Regions from separate parts of the Mus musculus genome. Here regions 2 and 3 are each linked to region 1. A link is a contact called in public HiChIP or PLAC-seq data. All regions are on one chromosome and are shown on one strand. The core of a region is the stretch at or near the end of the contact, and the rest is flanking DNA. Distances in the headings are between cores, read along the strand shown.

What was found. HiChIP or PLAC-seq counts read pairs in DNA pulled down with a chosen protein or histone mark.
Region 2: a contact with region 1 is called in an HNF4G HiChIP or PLAC-seq map of pancreatic cancer cells. The contact joins two enhancer-like sites. A contact is called at or near these places in 1 of 39 promoter capture datasets (the C10 cell line), 1 of 484 Hi-C or Micro-C datasets (nephron progenitors), 6 of 115 datasets of contacts at active chromatin or transcription factors (CD8 T cells, bone marrow-derived macrophages, embryonic stem cells and 2 more) and 2 of 9 other capture datasets (adipose tissue and liver).
Region 3: a FOXA1 HiChIP or PLAC-seq map of pancreatic cancer cells shows a contact between it and region 1. The contact joins two enhancer-like sites. A contact is called at or near these places in 1 of 484 Hi-C or Micro-C datasets (nephron progenitors), 3 of 115 datasets of contacts at active chromatin or transcription factors (CD8 T cells, embryonic stem cells and pancreatic cancer cells) and 2 of 9 other capture datasets (adipose tissue and liver).

Annotation. Positions count from the first base shown.
Region 1 is chr10:93,340,678-93,345,462 of GRCm38.p6, forward strand. The region is part of intron 1 of Gm17745 (predicted gene, 17745); the gene reads left to right. Among named protein-coding and RNA genes, the nearest start is that of Gm17745, 6.9 kb to the left of the region's middle. Within about 2 kb of position 2,479, at least 56 of the 459 cell types and tissues checked have an H3K27ac peak or open chromatin away from gene starts, as enhancers often do. A contact at or near this core is called in bone marrow-derived macrophages and pancreatic cancer cells, where this site is marked.
Region 2 is chr10:93,092,173-93,096,957 of GRCm38.p6, forward strand. Gm32468 (predicted gene, 32468) reads left to right here. Exons shown (of 3, transcript NR_168584.1): 3 at 865-1,354. Among named protein-coding and RNA genes, the nearest start is that of Gm32468, 10 kb to the left of the region's middle. Within about 2 kb of position 2,924, at least 96 of the 459 cell types and tissues checked have an H3K27ac peak or open chromatin away from gene starts, as enhancers often do. A contact at or near this core is called in bone marrow-derived macrophages and pancreatic cancer cells, where this site is marked.
Region 3 is chr10:93,182,151-93,186,935 of GRCm38.p6, forward strand. The region is part of intron 1 of Cdk17 (cyclin-dependent kinase 17); the gene reads left to right. Among named protein-coding and RNA genes, the nearest start is that of Mir1931, 22 kb to the left of the region's middle. Within about 2 kb of position 2,636, at least 13 of the 459 cell types and tissues checked have an H3K27ac peak or open chromatin away from gene starts, as enhancers often do. A contact at or near this core is called in pancreatic cancer cells, where this site is marked.

The DNA.
Region 1 (4,785 bases), core at 1,229-3,728:
CTGGATCATGCTACCATTACTGATTTGTGTTTAGTGACACTTTTGAACTGGACTGTTGGTATCCTGACAGAGATTGGAATCACCCCCAAAGAACTACTTCTAAACAGATTTATATCCCCTTGTCCTATTTACCATTTTTTTCTCCCCTATCTTTGTGTGGGTTAAAATGGGTCCCATGTCCAGCCCAGGGCTCAGGCCATTGGGCAAGGCAGGACTGCATACACCCCACTCCACCGCCAGGAAGGTGTTGGGCTGTAAGAGGCCACAAGACCCTGCTGAAGGTAGGAAATCATAGTCTGAGGTCCCTGCAGAACTGCCAGAATTGGCTCAGGGTCCCCGGGTCTGCACGGAGGCCGAGTACGACAGGTTCTCAGGCTCTTGGACACCCCAGATGCTGCTGGATGACGTGGAAGAGCTGGGGGGAGGGCACCGGGCTGGCTCTAGCCCGGGACTGCTTGGCTTGCTCAGCGGAAGCCATGTCTCCAGAGGCAGAGAGGCCTCCTTGTGGGAGGTTAGATGTGGCTCTTTAGAGGAAGACCTGCTCCATTGCTCCAGCATGGTGGATCCTGATGAGAAGAGACAGTCCATGGTTTTAAGGTTTTTATTGTCATGGCAGGAAGGGGAGCTAAGAGGGTAGTAGAGGTAAAGAGAAAGGCAGAGAGAAGGAGAGAGTAGAGAATCAGAAGCCAGCCATGGCTATGTGGAGAGATAGGGGAAGGGAATGCATAGAGGGGTTTGGGGGAGCAAGGGAGGGAAAGGCAAGAGTAAGAGCAAGAGAGGGAGGAGGGGGCAAATATCCCCTTTTATAGTGGGCCAGGCCTGCCTGGCTGTTGCCAGGTAACTGTGGGGGTGGAGTCCAGACAGAATACCAGAGACTTGAGGCATTGCCCTACATGACTGATGGCCACAGAATTATGGAGCTGGGGCCTAGTGTCAGGAGCTCAGTGTGTAGGAGCATGGCAAATGGGCCTTCTGTCCCTTGCAGGAACACCTGCTGGGTCTCCAGGGTTTAAACCTAGCTCACCCAGAAAACAGGCTGCCTTTCTTGGTTCCACACCTTTGGACCGTGGGCTAGAAGGGGCGTTGAAGCATTTGAGAACCCTTATTAAAGTAGGTTTTAAGAAATCTAAGCCTGTGGTGCCAGAGAAGGAGCTGAGAGTTTTACATCTTGACCACAGGGAATGGGTTGAGACCTAAAGGCAACCCCATAGTTAAAGCAATGAAAACTGACTTCTTAGCAGAGCCAGAGCCCGCCCTCTACCGTGTCAGCAAGACTGTGTTTTCTGTAAAGCTCTCAGGTCAGGTCCAGTAAGGAACTGAGAGGCACATGAGCTTCCACTACGGTAGCCTTTCTTTGGATTGAATGCTGGCTAAAATGGATGAAGCATGACTGAGGACCAAGGATTCATTACTAGGATATAGATGGTTATATGGTAAATTATGGTAGCTAGAGGTTTGTGGTTGCAGAGAAGCAGTGTAGTATAGAATGTTTCTTCCACCAGTTGGTCCAGCAGTCATTCAACCTAAATGGGGCATCTCTACTACTACTGTAAGACTTAGGGAACATTGTGGAAGAGGAGGTAGGCAGAATGGGCGATAGAGCTCAAGAACGGCAATTAGTGCTTTAAAATGCATGCTTTTAATCCCAGCATTTGGGAGGCAGAGGCAGGCAGATTTCTGAGTTAGAGGCCTGCCTGGTCTACAGAGTGAGTTCCAGGACAGCCAGGACTATACAGAGAAACCCTGTCTCTAAAAACCAAAAAAAAAGGAGCCTTATAAGGCCCCACCCTCCAGAAGAGCTCTATGTAGTTGTAAGGGAAGGGGATTGGTAATAGTCATTAATGGTGCTGCTTCTGATGCACAGGCCCAACTCAAACAGATAACCTACCTCTCATGCAGGAATCCTAATGCAGTGGGCCGCATGCACAAAGACATGAAAGGAGGAGTGGGTTGGAGAAGGAGAAGGGATTTGGCAGAATAGGGGAAGGGAATAAGAGAGAATAAAAGGCAAGACTTTGATCCAAGAAATTGCAAAAGGATAAGTAAATAATTGGATAGAAGGAAGATGTCCTCAAGGGAAGAAGGATCGCCCTATTGAACCAGACGGCTTTTGAAGAATTCCCAAACTTTGTCTTTGGCCCACACTGGCTACCACAGCATCACCTAGCTCTGCTCTCTTAATTGTCACTGGGTTTTCTAAGAATCAGTTTCATTAGTACATAATGGGATAGAAGTGAGCAGTGGGAATATTTGGCAATTGTTTTTTGTTGTTGTTTTTTTTTTCTCTCTTCCTCTTGGTGTGATCACATTTTTCTGGCCTCCTTTGGAAGGTTGACTGAGATCAAAATGGATACTTGTGGTTAATGAGTTGTCTATAGTCAAGGGTGTTGCTCACAAGCTAAAGCATGTAGTAGCCAACACAAGATCTAGGGATGTCATTTCCCCCTCTGGCATGAAATCAGCAATTCTGTAAGTGGGAATGGTGCTACCAGCCTACATACCTCAGTGACTGTTCATAAACATTGACCAGAGCCGCCACATGCCCATACCCTCCCTTTCCAACCAATGTCCAGTGAACAGGAAGCATGAACAAGAAATGAAAGTTCTATGGGGTAAAGCTGCCAGGTACAGTGGTGTGTGTGTGTGGGCGGGGGGGGGGGTATGTGCGTGTTCCCTGGCACCCAGATGCTTAAGGCAGGAGAATTTTGGATTTGAGGCTATCCTGGGCTACACATGAAGATCTTATCTCAAAGTTGACGCAAATGTGAACACACATCTACACATATGCATGACTGGAATGGGAGCTGAGTGATGGGATGCTTGCCTCCCACAAGCCAGGCCATTGATTCAATCTCCAACACCTACACCAAGAACAGCAAGAATAGCAGAGGAAACAAGCCATCAGTGTACCGTGGTTAGACACCGTTGTGCGTTCATAGGCCGGAGGTGGGGTGATCTCTCATCATAGCATGACTCAGTCTCTCCTAACCGACACAAGGTATTTTTGGCAAATTACAATAATGTAATTTAACTGTCCACAGGCAAATCTTTATGGTAACAACGTCTTTGTTCAGTGACTCATCTTACAGCCTGGTGCCAGTTAAGTCCACACAGCTCCTCAGCTTTGCTGCACAGACTCAAATCTGACCTTCTATTCCAGCTCACAGCTACAGCAAGGAAGTCCAAGGGTTATACTTTGCAACGGGGGTCCTTGAACATCAGAATGACTACTGCTTGTCTGTGTGATGTGTGACCTAGTCAGGACTTCACCCCACTGCTGTGCAGTGCACTCCTGGCACTTAGCAGAATACTCCTTAGCCATGTCCTGTATAATTGTGTATGATGGCGAGAAGAACTGGAAAGGTCTGGGTGATTCCAGAATGGTACTGAGTAGAAACTGGAAAGAAGCAAGACTCCTTGAACAGTGTGGATAAGACCAGTGATTTTTTTTTTCAGAGGAGTAACTTAATAGTCATAGAAAATATATATCACATGTCAGCCAGATGACATTTATATACAATCCTCTAAACCAGTGCTTCTCAACCTGTGGGTTGTGACCCCTTAGACAAACTTCTATCTCTAAAACATATTTAAATTATAATTCATAACAAAGGCACAGTTATGAAGTAGCAATGAAATAATTTTATGATTGGGGGTCACCACAACATAAGGAACTGTATTGAAGGGTTGTAGCATTATTGAGGCTCAGAACCACTGCCTAAATAACCCTGAGGGCTGGTACTTAACCAGTTTTACGAAGAACTGAAATAAATTCTAGTTCACCCGCACAACTTGAACCTAAGCCACCTAACTCCAAAGTCAGCCTTTACATGTACACACACCCATATGCATGTATATGAATATATATGTACATGTGCACACTCACATGCATGCATGAGCACACATGTACCACACACACACACACACACACACACACCATGTGCAAGAGTATGAATTAATAGCTTTTGACATCCTCTTGTCCTTGTATTCTGTAGAGAGTCTGTCTCAACGGTATTCGCAGAACCAAAGCACAATACATGGTGGCTTACAGTCTGAAGCCTTCCCAGAGAGCCACTGAGATACAGGCTCTAAGATGGGCGGAGTAGCATCCCCTTAACAAGGAGGACGAAAGCAGATTCAATGATCTTTAAGGTTCCTACCCAAAGTCATGCCACTTTTCAGCTTTAGAATCTAAGCTCAGACCTAGGTCTCTGCTTCTGAGCCTAGTTCTCTTTCAAAAGCTGAAGAAAATTCCAGATTCCCTTAGACAATGCTTTCCTAAATTAACATCTGTCTTATATGTTCCTTATATAAGGCTCAATGTTTCAAGAAATTCCATCCATCTTTTCAGCACACGAAGTGGGTAGGTAGGCAATACTAGATGTACCTTTTCAAATGCTTTTTATTAGCATATATTTACACACAATCTGCCTCATTATGGCACTTCCCTACATGTATATAATATATTTTGATCTACCCATCCCCTCACACCCTCTCCTGTCTCCCACCAACAGTAATTCCCCTCCCCTTCGAACAAGGCTAGGTATACTTTTCAGGTAGGTAACCTAGCGTTTTTTAAGGTATCAGCTGAAGAGGGAGAGAGGCGAAGTGTAGGCCTGTGGGATGCTGTCACCACCCACAACATCCCTTTGTGTCTCATCTTTTTGCACCTCCCATTTGAAGACTCCGTTAAACACTGTTGCCCTTGCATTCATCCATAAAGACTTTGCTGTGGCTCCGAGTAGGAGCTAGCACACTCTCTGACTCACTGGTACTTCAAAGAAA
Region 2 (4,785 bases), core at 1,674-4,173, 250 kb before region 1:
CTAAGCTGCTTTCTTCTCTCTTATCTGTATAGGACCAGTCTTACTTAGCCCAGGCCTTTAATGACGGAGTTCTACAAACAGATTCATCCCTGTTGTGTAGACCTGAGACTTTACCAAAGCTCTAAAGATATGAACAAACTTAATTTTAAGAGAGTTTTCACATCCTCCACTTGCATATTCTCCGTGTTTCTCAGCTTTCAATTAACCCACATCAAATCTCTCTCCTCTGCTCCCCATTCACCACTGTTCTTATCCTCTGGACAAGACAAGGGCATCTAAGATCTTACTGTGAGCCACCGATGAAACAAATAATTTCTGTAAACAAGCAACATAATAGGCTTCCTGCCCATGGGGACATGTTGCCAGCAGGTTATTCATAACATGCTACATGTTTGCTTTTATAAGACATATAAGATCAGTTTTCAGTATCGCTGTGCAGGGGCTTCATCGAATTTTCTATTATGTAAGCTTCGTCCTCCACTGAATTTAATAAAGTTTTATTGAAGGGAGAGAGGCAGGTAATTTTATCTGTTCAATTTTCATTATCATTGTGCTGTTCTTTGACAAGACTTTCCTCCTTTGAGCTGTCAAAAAAATGTTTTTTTCCCATCCCCAAACCATTTACATGCTTATTTTTAAGTATTGCTAAAAGAGTAGTTTTAAGTAGTGTTTTGGTAAGGGGGTGGGGAGAAGAAAAGAAAATGGGTTTTGAAGGAAGAACTACTAAGATTTAATTCTTAAACTCAGCTACATAAAGATGTGCACAAAGGATACACATGCATCATTTGCGTGAATTAGCAATTGCTGCCTATTGGATCTTTGATTACGATTGTCTCATAGGTTGTCACCAAATTTATTCTCTAGACCACACCCAGATGATCACCAGAACTATAGCAGGAGAATAAAAGATACGGGCTCATGGAACCAAAGACAGAGTGACCAACTCCGCACCTGAGTGGCATGAAGACCCTAAAACCTTCAGTTAGTCCTCTGTGACTCGACTTTCTTGTCTGTAAGCTGTGGGTAACAAGAAATCCACCAGAGAGGTGGATCTCAATTACTTCTCTACTGCTGTGATGAAACACCATGACCAAAGCAACCTGACGGGAAAGGGTTCACTTGGCTTACACGTCCATCCCATAGTCAGTCACTGGAAGGAGTCAGGGCAGGAACCTGGAGGCAGGAGCTGATGCAGAGGCCACGGAAGGATGCTGCTTACTGTCTTGCTCACATGGCTCACTTAGCCTGCTTTCTTCTATAACTCAGGACCACCACCCCAGGGATGGCTCCACCCACCATGGGATGTGAAACTCCCAAACCCTTTAGTTAATTAATAAAATACTTAACAGCTGAATTTTTTAAATTTTATTTATGTATTATTTATATGAGTATACTGTTGCTGTCCTCGGACACACCAGAAGAGGGCATCAGACCCCATTACAGATGGTTGTGAACCACCATGTGGTTGCTAGGAATTGAACTCAGGACCTTTGAACGAGCAGCTGCAGCTGTTAACCACTAGCCCAGAGTTCCAAAGTCCTTCTGAAATCCTCCAAAACACATGGTCAAGTTTGTCACAGCAATGCCTCAGAATCTTGCAACCGATTTATCTTATTTACTTTTCTACTCCTGAGATGAAGCACCAGGACCAAAAGCAACTTGGGAAGGAAAGGGTGGGGAAGTCTTACAGCTCCGAGAGGAAAGGTATCCATCCAGGCAGTTGGGAGCCAAGGAATGCCATAAAGTCACACTACTAAAGAGGAGAAGCAGCAAAGAACAGAGCAGGAGGCAAACTTTATATAGGATTTCTTGAGGGGCAGATCTTTCCATGGTGGCCTGGGATTGGTGTGATTCTGTGGCCTTATTTTTTTCCCCTCTATAGTGTGGAGCTTGGGCAATTGCATCTCAGGGGGTTGGAAACAGGCTTTAGAGCAGTTAGAGTCGTCTTGGGGATGGGGTCTGGCCACTTGCATGCCTCTACGGGCTTACGAAGGGTTTATTTGGCTTCTACTTCTAATCATAGTCCAACACTGAAAGATATAATTGGCAGGAATTCAAAACAGGCTGGAATCTGGAGGTAGGAGCTGATGCAACGTTCATGGAAGAAGACTGCTTACTGGTTTGCTCATTATGGTTCGCTCAGCCTGCTTTCTTACTAGGACCACCAACCAGCCCAGAGATGGCACCACCCACAATGGGCTGAGCACGCCTCAATAAATCACCAATCGTTAATTAAGAAAACACCCTACAGCCAAATCTAATGGAGTCATTTTCTCAATTGAGATTTCCAGGTTTTTGTTTTGGGTTTTGGTTTTTGTTTTTGTTTTTCTTTTTGTTTTTTTTTTGTTTTGTTTTGTTGTTTTTTCCTTTTTCTTTTTCAGATGACTCTAGCTTGTGTCAACTTGACCTAAGACATAGCCAGCACAAGTTGGATGCAAGAATTAAGTTAACTGAAACAACTGGACTACATAAAGGGGTGTTTGGCACAAAGCAAGCACTAAATAAGAAAGAGAACAGGAAAATGAAAACAAACTGGGTGTGGTTGTGCACACCTGTAATCTCGGCACGAGGAAAGCTGAGATGTGATGACTCCCAGGCTAGCCTGGGCTACACATAAAACCCTATAGAAGGAGGGAAGGGGATGAAAGAGTGAAAAGGCAGAGAGTTGGGGGCAGCAGGGAGATGGGGAAGAAAAGCAGTTTCAAAATAAATAACAAGCTTAGGTTAACCCTTTCATGACTTTGAAACTTTCCCCATGATCCAGACAATCTCCAAGCTTTATATCTCAGACTTCTGGTTGTCACAAATCTACATCTCCTGTGTGTTTAAAGGACAAATAAAGACTGACACTACACTATCCAAACCCAGTCACACCTTTACCTCCTGGGGCCTCCCAGTGGCTGGAAGTACAAGGCCACAGACATTGCACTCTCCAGAATTGTTTGGCATCTGTGGAACCCCAGCCAAGTTACACACCGCTCTGTGCCTGAGCTTACTCATCAGAGAAAGGGACGGCGGCGATTAGACACAAGCCTGCTTGCCTCCAGGTCCTCCGCCCATCTCCCTGAGTTTCCTGTTGTCACTAATGAGAACTGCAGAGAAATTTAAGTGGTTGTTTGTTTGTTTGTTTGTTTTAAATAGAGAAGTGGTGTTCTCTTCCTGTTCACAAGAACCTTGGGCAGTACTTCCTTAGCCCAGCCTCCCCTGTGACACCGGACACTGCCATATTGGGCAAACCCTTTGCATTTCAGCTTTGAGAGTGTGACTCACGGTTCCTTTTGTTTCTCTGGCATGTTAACATCCTGGATGAATAGGCCACCTCACTGTCTTCTAGTTAGCTTTATAACCCTCAATTATGCATCAAATTCCTTTTCTGATACTTAAGATACCTTATTGATATCTTAGTGCTCTCTCTCTCTCTCTCTCTCTGCCTCTGTGTGTGTGTGTGTGTGTGTGTGTGTGTGTGTGTGTGTGTGTGTGTGTGTGTGTGTGTGTGATCTCAAATGTGAAATGGCTGGGATTGGTGGTCACACCTGTGACCTTGGTTCTTGGGAGGTAGAGACAGAAAGCCAGGGAGTTAAAGAGCATCCCCAACTGCATAGCAAGTTCAAGGCTAGCCTGGGCTACATGAAACAAACAAACAAACAAATACTGGGAAAATGTATAGATGGCAAGTTAGGACCCAAAGCACAGCCTCATATAGACTAGACGGAATTCTAAAGGCCCACCAATGAGAACAAACAGAAAGAAAGAAAAACCACTCCTGTCTAAAAAAGGAACTATTTAAGGGCATATTAGCAAGATTATAAATACACAGAAGGAAGCCAGTCTACTCCATGTGACACCAGAGAAGCAGCTATAACTCTCATGTTCAACCCCACCAGTAAAGGCCAAATGAGAACCTGGGCTCCCTGCCCCCAAACCAGGACATGTCCGGTACTGTGGCAGTAGTTAGTTAACCCACTCTGTGCTCCAGACGGGTTGCAAATGTACCCGTCCAAGAGCTGTCTGGATTCATGAATGAAAGACACACACACACAACCACACACACACACCACTTAATTTTAAATATATGCTGCCTTGACTAGTTCAAAGGTTGGGCAATTCTACTCTCCACCCCCACCCCCAACCCCAACCCCCTCACCCCCACCCCTCTGGCTAACTAGCACACATTTCCCTCTGGCACTCCTGGCTTAACGCCCTCTAATTCTATATTTTATCTTTGTTGCCCTGGCTCCTTCTGGGTGGCTTCCTAGTCTTTGCTGCCCAAGACGTTTCTGGGCAGCCCTTCGTGGGACCACATTCCTTCTCACCTACGTTTGGGGTAATTTTCCTTCTGCAGCTCTAAATCTGGTTTCCCTCCGAATCTTGGTGATCCTCCTTCCTCTCTTCAAAGCATTAGAACAAATTCCTACCACAGTTCCTAACCGGCCTCCACATAGGACTTAGTGAGGAATCGCCCCGACCATCCTCACTGGAGGGTAATAAGACCATCTCCCGTTGGGGGATGGTTTTGTGCACTCTGTGTTTAAGTGTTGGTCTCTGGGCCCAGAGATCGGGTTGCAATCTACATCTTGGCATTTTCATGAAGCATCTCCTGTCTCAATGTTGTATACAAATTGTTCTCTGACACCTCAGACTGGTTAATAAAACAGATCAGCCTATAGCTGGGCAGGAGAGATAAGGAGGGATTTTGGATCCCGTTGAGGGAGTCCTGGGAAGAGAGAGGAAAGAGAGAGGGGTCGCCATGAGGACACAGATAGAGCAGAAGCAGCCAGGGCAGGT
Region 3 (4,785 bases), core at 1,386-3,885, 160 kb before region 1:
TTTTTCTGAGATGTACCTTTAAAACTTGTAAAAGAAAACATATAGTATTGTTCATTGAAAAATGTGGATTTGCATTTTATTAATTTTTTCAATTAAGAGTTTGATAGAGCATGCTTTGAGCAACGTATCCCCGCCCCTAACTCCTTCCAGAGTCCTCCTCCTTCCCTATCCACCTGACCTTTGGTTCTCTTCTTTTTCTCTTTTCTTGACCGATCAAGTCCAGTTTGTGCTGCCCATATATAGGATGTGAGTGCGGTGGTATCAGGGTGACTCTTTGAGAAATTTGAGTGTCCTCTCCCAGCCACCTTCAGTTGTCAAAAGGTGCCTTGGCTAGGGCCAGGCCTTCATATCCATTTCCCCTCTCAGGCTGGGATTTGGTCTAGCTTGGAATTAACACCTTACTCTCATGGTAGCTGTAATATGTCCTTTAAAATATGTAATTATATAATATTGCGTAATTTTTCTTATTAAAATTAGGCCCTCTTTAATTTCTTACTGTTAGAGTTTAGGGGTGATTAAATCTATTCTTAAAAGATGCTTTTTTTTTTTTTTTTGAGACAGTGTCTCACTTTGTAGCTTTGGCTGGCTTAGATCTCACTGTGCATTTTAAATTATGCTTACCTGTGTGTGTTGGCTTGTAGGTATGTGAACAGGAGTATAGGAGCCTGCAGAGGCTGGAGATGTCAGATCTCTTAGAGCCACCAGACAGAGGCGCTAGGAATTGAACTCAGGCCACTGAGTGATTTCTCCAGTCCCTTACGAGGTAATTAAAAGGATAGGTGATTGGCTAGATTTCATAGGATGTGCTTACAACATTATAATCATAAGCAGTCTCATCAGCTTTGTAGACTGACATACTTTCGCTTGCTTTAATGTGATATATACTCTAAGAACATTTATGCTGATTAGGAAATAGACTATAGCGAATTTAGACATTGCTCAGTGAACGGGGCCTGGTATCATAGGCTGGTATTACCAGCTATTAAGGAGGCTGAAGCAGGAGGATCACAAGTTCAAAGCCTACCTAGGTTTATAGAAGGACGGCAAGGCCAGCCTGGACAATTTATTAAGACTCTGTCTTAAAATAACAAGAGAGCTGGAGATGGATAGCCTAGTGCCTACCTAAAGTATACAAGTGCCGCCGCTACCTACCGGGATCTGGGAGAATGAAGCCAGTCAGTGAGGCGGACTAAAGTCTCATGCGCTGGCCAACTTTATTCAGAGCCTCAGACAAATCTATAGTCGTAGGGTTAAGAAGGGTCACCTGGGGGCTGGAGAGATGGCTCAGCAGTTGAGAACACTGACTGCTCTTCCAAAGGACCTGAGTTCAAATCCCAGCAACCACATGGTGGCTCACAATCATTATAACGAGATCTGACACCCTCTTCTGGTGTGTCTGAAGACAGCTACAATGTACTTACATATAATAAATAAATATATATATTAATATAAAAAGAAAGAGAGAGAGTATATAAAAAGAAAGAGAGAGAGAGAAAGAGAAAGAAAGAAAAGGGAAGGGCCATCTGAGTAAAGTTCTCTCGTTGTCAAGCTGTAAACAATCACAAGGACAAGCCGCATGTGGCAAAGTAAGGGATAATATAAACACTTAATTGACTAACAACAGCAAGCAATAATGAGGGATCTGAAATAAACTCAGTCCTATCAGACCTGGAGGAGCATGAAAACGCATTCTAAGCACTCAGAACTCTTCTCAGACAACTCAATTCCTAGACTGTGTTCCAACATAGAAGGCCCCAGATTTGACAAAAAGGTACCAGTACTACCAAAAAAATGTATAGACAGACATGTACATATCATGAGAAACGGTCTGGTTGACAACCTGATACTTTTTTTGGTTGAGTAGCTAGAGGATTTATTTTTAAATGTTTCCATCCTTAAGTAGTTTATGATATTGCAAAAGCTTTCATTTATAAAGCCCATTTAAATCTTGATGAATAAATCAGTCCAGAAGACCAATCTTTGGATTTGAAGATTGGTTAGAAACAGCTTTAGAGAAGTGGGTTTTCAATGTTTTATTTATTGATTGATTGATTGTTTTGTTGTTAGTTGGGGACTTTATACTCTTAAACCATTTTTAAAATTTTTACTAATTAAAAAATTCGTTTAAAAATTTCATGAACTATATTTTCCCTCCCCCAACTCTTTTCCAGATCCTACCTACCTCCTCCCACTTCATAACCTTTCTGTTTCTAAAAATAAAAAACAAAAAAGTCCCCCCAACGCACAAAAGCAAAGCAAAGCAAAAAAAAAAAAAAAAAAAAAAAAAAGGCAGAGTTCCTTTGTATTGGCTGGCTATTGCTGAACTCGCCCCTTGCCCTGGGATGCGGTTGGTATGCCCAACATCAACTTCTATTGAAGGAAGCTGATTTCCCCTCTCCCTGAAAGTATCAAGTGTAAGTAGCCATCAAATTCTTACATTATCATGAAAATTGCTTGACACCCCCCCCCCCCACACACACACACACAAAGATTTCCTAGTCTGTTCTTTGGAAGTTTTGGTTTAGAGCAGTGGTTCTCAGCCTGTGGGTCCTGACCCCTCTCCAGGTTGTTTGATCCTTTCAACAAGGGTTACCTAAGACCATAGAAAACACAGACATTTCCGTTATGATTCATAATAGTAGCAAATTATAGTTATGAAGTAGCCTGGCTTTTATGGTTGGGGTGACCACAACGTGAGGAACTGTATTAAAGAGTTGAAGCCTTAGGAACGTTGAGAACCACTGACTTAGAGCAAAATGACTCCGGCTGGACCTTGGGTTGTACATGCATACGGCCTTCTCTTCCTTTACTAGACATTCACTAGATTCTACTTTTGGAATTGACTGTCACTGAGTAAATACATTTCGTTCTGTATAAACTGTTTGGGTGTGGTAAAGTCTCCTAGCTGTCACTATAATTAGTCTCAGTCACAGTCTTTGACTTGGGATGTATTTCCTTGTGTAAAATGGGAAGGGCAATAGCAACCTGTGGCAGTAATTAAAGTAATGCACATTTGTACCATATCTCTCTGGCAATAATACTACCTGAAATATGTTACATTTTGTCACATGTATTTTGGGCTATGTGATGGCTGTCCTTGGTTGTCAACTTGACTACACATACAACCAAAACCCCCAAATGGAGGGAATACCTGTGAGGGATTTTTGCTTAATTTGAAGTAGGAAGATCCGCTTTGAGGCAGGAAGACACCCTTCAATCTGGGCCACGCCTTCTGCTGGAAGCTTATACGAAGCCAGGGAAGAAGAAAGCTCTGGCTGCTCCCTCTCACATGGACAGCAAGTCCATCCCTTCACTGGCATTAGCGCCCACTTATTTGGGATTCCAGCTGAGACATCCAGCTTCATGAACAGAGCAAGTAGTGGATTTTTGGACTTTTTGTTCATAATCAGTCATTGTTGGTCTTCCTAAACAGCAGCCTGTAAGGCATCCTAATAAATCCCTTTTCTATATGTAGAGAGAGAGATTATGTCTGTAAGTTCAGTTTTTCTAGAGACCCCTGACTAATACATGATAATTTGGTTACATTTACAAAATATACTAAGCAGTGACTACTCTGTGTGTCTTGCTTACAAGTTACTTCAGGAGAGTGATTTTTGTTCTGTTTTATTTAACGTTATATCCCTCTTTTGCATTTTTGTCTAGTACTTATATAATCCTTCCAGCAAATATCTCTCATCTCCAAGGTGCTCAGAGTATATGGCTAATGATTAGAACAGTTAGGAAGTTGTACTGTGTAGATGCATTTGAGGCTGACTTCAGAGTATAAGGAATACTCGTTCTAAGTAAAAATAAACTTGGAAAAAAAGCAAAGAAACCAGCTGGTGCATTCTTTTCTGCTAATTTTTATATTTATTGACTTTTAAATTTAGTTCATTATTTATTTATTTTTTAAATTTATTTATTTTATTTATATGAGTACACTGTAGCTATCTTCAGAGGGCATCAGATCCTATTACAGATGGTTGTGAGCCACCATGTGATTGCTGGGAATTGACCTCAGACCCTCTGGAAGAGCAGCCATGCCCTTAACCACTGAGCCATCTCTCCAGTCTGACTTTTTCATCTTTTTGAGACAGTCTCTTGCTATATTATATACCCGTCTTACCTGGAAGTCACTATGAGACCAGGCTGTCCTTGAACTTACAGAGAGCTACCTGCTTCTGTCTCTCATGTGCCACCACCATGCATGAACTGTGCTGAGTTTTAGAACTCCTAACAGAAAGAGGTTAGGAAGGGCCCAGCCAGTGCATGCTTGTTCATTGAGCAAAGGTATGTGTTTATTCTATTCTGTGCTGGATCATACTGTGTATGGACAAGCATTTTTAAAATCTCTTGGCCTTCAAACGGCTTCTCAGCTAACTTGTTGTAACTTGCTCTAGGCTTTTAACTCTTTACTTGGTAAGTGTCTTATGTATAAAATGAGGATAATTTTAAAAATGTTAACCATTAATGGTCGAATGAATTAATATATATAAATGTCTCAAACATTCTGGGATGTAATACCACGTGGCTGCTTTCCTGTTACAGAATACACTGAAAAGGGAATAGCCGTTATTTCATTGATAGTACTAACATCTAGCACTCCTATAGAGATCTTTTTTTTAAGTGACTACAGAAAAACTGTAAGAGGAGAAGCTCACTCCTTCACCTCTTTGCTGTTTAAATCATATTTTATCACTTTGACTTACACCAGGAAAACTGATAAAAGGCCAGACCTGACAGTCTTTAGGATGTATTCTACCTAAAATTATATTTGAATTTTTT